2 separate regions of the Gossypium arboreum genome follow, and region 1 is linked to region 2. Evidence: chromatin contacts called from public Hi-C data. All regions are on one chromosome and are shown on one strand. The core of a region is the stretch at or near the end of the contact, and the rest is flanking DNA. Distances in the headings are between cores, read along the strand shown. Region 1 holds the start of LOC108449915 (UDP-glycosyltransferase 76B1-like). Region 2 has its middle 9.9 kb from the start of LOC128293013.

The links. Hi-C and Micro-C count contacts between places; a contact is called where the count stands out from the background.
Region 1: a Hi-C map of leaf shows a contact between it and region 2, with 3 times the contacts expected there. The contact joins the promoter of LOC108449915 here to the enhancer-like site in region 2. A contact is called at or near these places in 2 of 5 Hi-C or Micro-C datasets (both in leaf).

What each region holds. Positions count from the first base shown.
Region 1 is chr5:40,434,902-40,437,601 of ASM2569848v2, reverse strand. LOC108449915 (UDP-glycosyltransferase 76B1-like) reads right to left here and starts at 1,393. Exons shown (of 2, transcript XM_017747296.2): 1 at 847-1,393; 2 at 1-764. The coding sequence starts at 1,333.
Region 2 is chr5:40,242,192-40,244,891 of ASM2569848v2, reverse strand. No RefSeq gene overlaps it. Among protein-coding and RNA genes, the nearest start is that of LOC128293013, 9.9 kb to the left of the region's middle. Within about 2 kb of position 1,336, at least 2 of the 2 cell types and tissues checked have an H3K27ac peak or open chromatin away from gene starts, as enhancers often do. A contact at or near this core is called in leaf, where this site is marked.

The DNA.
Region 1 (2,700 bases), core at 144-2,643, 190 kb before region 2:
CTGTCCCTCAGGTTCCACCATTAATCTCCTGATTGCCCTCTCAATCTCCCCTCTCTCTATCTTGAATTCCAAATGAACCCCAACCCTCCATACATGGCTTACAAATCTTGAGTCTGTCTTCTGGTCACCAAAAGATGGCTGACAGATCATGGGGACCCCTTCACATAAGCTCTCCAGTGTTGAATTCCACCCACAGTGTGTCCAAAATGCTCCCGTTGAAGGGTGAGCTAGAACTTCCTGTTGGGGAGCCCATTTAACTATGTGGGCTCTTTCCCCTACCATTTCTAAGTACCCATTTGGTAAAATTTCAAGCCATTCGGAGCCCTGGACCAACCCCGGTCGAACCACCCACAAAAAGGGCTGCATGCTGTTGGCCAGTCCCCAAGCTACCTCCAAGAAGTCAGCCTCTTCTATAGCCGCTACGCTTCCGAAGCTAACATAAATCACTGAGTTGGGTTGTTGTTTGTCTAGCCATGATATGCAGGTCCTGTCTTGAGGCAGTAAACTACTGGATGAAGCTGGAAAATACTTGTGGAAAGGACCTATGAGAAAAACTGGGATGGGAAATAACAACGAAAGTTTTGATAGAAATTCTTGCTCAAGATCTTCACATGAGTTCAATATAATCCCTGAAGAAGCCTTGGTTTCTTGAACTAGTATCTCAATGAATTGAAGAAAGCTTTCCCTATCACTTGCTTCCAGCATTGCTATGTCTTTGAATCTGAATTGTGGAAGCTCTGGGACTTCCATTTCTGCCACAGAATCTGACAACCAATAAGATGCAGCATTTCAGTAAACCTTTTTATTGCAGAAATGGAGAGTAAACAACAAATGATCTATGCGTACCTTGCAACGGAAGGTAACCCTTTTCGAACAGCAATGACATGGAGGACAAAACAATAAATGACGAGACATTACTGGTCCTTAACACAATCCTAGGAAGCTTAAGGTCATCAGCGACAGCTTGTGTGGAGTACCACAAAGCATCAGTAACCAAGCACGCAGTGGGATCTTCATCTTCCAAACTGGTGGAGATCAACTTAGCCAAGCAAACGCGAAATGGGGTTTGGCAATTGGAGTTGAGGAACTTAACGAAGGCCACAATACGATTAGGATCTGAAGAAATGACATGGTTTTCAGATAATCCATCGGGAATGGGGTAGAATCTGAAAAGAGGGTAGTTTAAAGGGTTAGGAGAATTGAAGCGAGTGTGGATTATGGAAATGGAAAAACCTCTTTCATGGAGGATGTTTGCAAGCTGAAGCATGGGATTTATATGGCCTTGAAACGGCAAAGGAAACAGTATCACTGATCCACGACCCTTCAGTTTCATCTCAAACTATTTCTCTTGATTCCAATCTCTATAATATGTTATACACACACACTATATATATATTGACACATATTGTTTGATGACATATATGATGATGACTATATTGATTTTCCAATAAATGAATTATTTTAATCTGTCTTATCTGTCAAGGACAAATATATGAAGCTAACTAGGAAGCCAAAAGGAATCAAACTTGTTCGTAACGGTTAGTTTGATTTGGTATTAATAAGTAAATTATTATTCAATATACTTATTTTATTAAAAGTTAAATTTAATTTTGTTGTCTCTATTAAAGATGAGAGTAAATTAATTTATACATGTTACGTCAAAGAATAAATTGGTTCTTCTATCTATTTATATTGTTAAAAATTATCGTGGTTGATGGAATAACCAGACAGTGACATGTGACGCACTATATGTGCCTCATATTGAGGTATAAAAATCAATTTTTAATAGTAGAATTAGATGAAATTTTTAAAAGAAAGTTCAATGCTCATTGATCTAACGTACAAGGACTACTTTGCATATTTTTTTAGTGGCTTTTTTTTTAGCTATATAATACAAATTTTTTAATAATGGTATTATATAGAAACTTTTCAGTATTTAATTTTTTTATTTGTATTATATAGGTAAAAAAACCTTTTTTTTAGTAGGGGGCAAAATGCAATCTGACTCTTAGTATAGAAACTTTCATGGTACTTTTACCGTTAATTGTATCATGTTCCATTTCTTTATTTAAAGATAGATAAAGAAAAAATATAATTTAAAGCCATGTTCAGCTTTTAAAAAATTTGACTTTTGTGTGTATCAAATAATTATCTTATAATACATGTTAATATGGAAGTGGTTCCGTATAAATTTTTTTTTGCTCGAAACCAAGTTTTCATGTCGGTAATAGTAATTAATTTCCTCATTGTGGATGCTTAAAAAGAAGTACACAGTTAATCATGAAATGCGTTCTATATAGATTTTGAGTTTATTAGTATTTTTCAAAAGTTTTTATATAGTTATAGCATATTCCAAGTATTTTAATAAGAATGTATTATAAAAATATTTTGTATACAAGTGAATAATTATATTACAATAAAAGGAAGGAGAAAGAGTTTACAAAAGAGAGATGGATTTCTAAATTTTATGCCAATCAATTTGAAACTCACGTTAATTTGTACTACAAAATATGTAAATATGATTTCATTATATAATATAAATGTTAAAATAAAATTTGAATTTTTAAATGTTAAATCAGAAAATAAACATAAAAAAAAGGTTTTAAAGGGTAAACAACTAATGAGAAGTTGAATGCACATATGTGACAGTGAAAAATAATTTAAAGAAGTGAAAGTTAGAAAATGAAATGAAAAGTTGTA
Region 2 (2,700 bases), core at 87-2,586:
TGTTATAAACTGTGAAATAAAAGAGCTGCTGAGCGTAACGAGGAAGATGTAGCTAGTGCTAATTTGGCCGATGAAAGCGGTGATGATTTCTTGTTAGTGTCAACAAGCGATAACACCAAGCTCACGTCCGAGTAGATCCTAGATTCAGGATGTTCTTTCCACATGTGTCCCAATAGAGAATGGTTCTCCACATACAATTTGATTGAAGGTGGAGTTGTGCGCATGAGAAACGATTCATCTAGTAAGGTAATTGGTATTGGTACTGTTAAAATTAAGATGCAAATGGGACGATTAGGACACTCTCAAATGTCAGGAATGTACCTGATTTACGAAAGAATCTCATCTCTTTAAGTATTTTAGACTTGAAAGGATGCAAAATCAACATTGAGTAGAGCGGCATTAAAGTATCTCGTGGAGCTCTCGTTTTGTTAAAAGGTAAAAGAACCGACAGTCTTTATATTCTGGAAGGTTATACAGTGACCGGTGAAATCGGACATCCCTCGTCCGTTACGGAGTTGAAGTCAACTTGTTTGGAGCGGAGGCAACTTGGTTATAGGAGGGAAAAAGATATGACTATTTCGTTGAAGAGAGGTTCTCTTTTGGATGCAGGTTTTGGAAAGTTAAGGCACTGTGTTCGTGAAAATCAAACTCGGGTTAGTTTTTATTTGGCAATGTACAAGTCGAAGGCTAGAAGTCTTCCAGTTTCTAAGCACAAATTCGACTCAGTTAATTCCCTGCATAGTTCAAGATAGGCTCGTGGCGAGCTTTGGTAAAGATGGCGTTGTGGAAATATGAGTCAATGTGGAGATTTGTTAAATATGACTCCTATTTTCAGTTAAATTTGAGAAATAATCTTTCAGTTAAACTTTGTTTACTTATTTCAATCAAACACTGATTAGTTTAGATTATTTTATTATTATTTGACCTATAAATTTAGCCTATAAATAGGCTCTTTTACAACCTTAGAAAAATACACTCATTAGAGATTAGAACTCATAACACATTTAGAGAATTTTGTGTTTACGTTTTGAGGTTCTTTGTTTTCGGGTTTTCGGGGTTTAGTCTTAATCTCCATCTTTTGTACTCTTCGTTCTTTTGTCATTATAGTAAAATTATCTTTACCCGTGATTTTTTATCCTTTTTGGAGGGGTTTTTCCATGTTAAATTTGTGTATTTAATTTCTCAATTTATTCCGCTATTTTTTTGTTCGTTGCTTAATCGGGTCGAAATCCTAACAAACATAAAATATTTTTGCTCATAAGATTACAAAAGAAGCACTAAAGAAAGAGGAAGAAAACATACCTGGTGTGAGGGAGAGACGAATTCACGAAGGGGCGGTGGAGAAGGGATCCAGATTGAAGGGTCTAATGTGAAGAAGGAAATGATGTGGGTAGCAGATAATGCATATATGAAACGGCTAACATATGAACAGACGGGACAGACGATGGGACAAGACTATGGAAAGCGGAGTCCAGCTGTTATTGAGTCGACTAGCATTAATTATTTAGGTTTCCTTTTTGCAGTGCTTATTGTTTTGTTTTCTCAAAGCTGTTTTTTTTTTTTTAATTTGTTTCGATTTTCGTAAGTATGCGGGCTGAAGACACACTTAAGCTCGGTAGGACTAAGCCCAGTTTGTGGCTCAATGTGTCTTTCTATTTCTTATTATTAATAAAAGCTAGTCGAATTTCTTCAAAAAAAAACCGCTTTTGTAATTGGATTTTTTTGAATGAAAAAAATTAATAGAATTAAAAATATATTAATTAAAAGCAACTTTATAAGGTTAATGGACTACTCAAGTTCGCCTAAGCCTTGGCTAGAACTAATTATCTAATTGAGTTAGGAATTAAGTTATGACTTGTAAAAGAATAGTTTGCGTCTTTGGTAGCACAAACGTCTAATTTAGGAAACCAGCTTATAGCTGAATTTAGGTTAAAGTTCTCTCAATTGTTAAATAGATTAATTTAGTTTTTATACTTATTAAAAATAATTAAATAAATCTAAATTGTAATATAATTAACATTAAAAATATTTTTTCAATTACAGTTTAATTCCAAACAAAAAATTTTATTTACAAAACTGTAAATACTTAAAATATATTATCTCTGTTAAATAGTAAATGATATTTTTATAAAATAAATATTAATTCTATTTTAATGTGACATTATTTGATTTTTTAAATAATACAAAAACTAAATTTATCTATTCAATAATAAAAGGACTAATTTAATATAATCCTTGTAAAACAAAAGTTTATGCATATATAAGAAGGTTCTCGAATGAGAGGAAAGACTTATTCAACCCTAAAATAAATTATAATAATTTGTATGATTTTAAATCTCAGTATTTATGTATGATTTTTTATTTTATAATAGTTTGCAAGCACTTGGGTACGTGCAAATTGGCCTATTAAAGCTACAATTCCTTTTATAAGATCACAAATATTATCATTAATTTGTGATATGAGATTAATTTGGTTCAAACTAAAATATATTTAAATAAAATTTTTTAACAATAATAATTCTAAAATTCCGACTTAATCCGAAAAAATGCACTCGCAACTCTTACTACCACTTATTAGTTGCATTATTAAAGAAATAAAAAGTAAAATTACGTGCCCATGCTTGATAGCTAGCTAGAAAGAAAGAAAGAAAGCAGATTCTCAAAATTCAATGAAAGCCGATTGGTGAAGAAATATTCTTG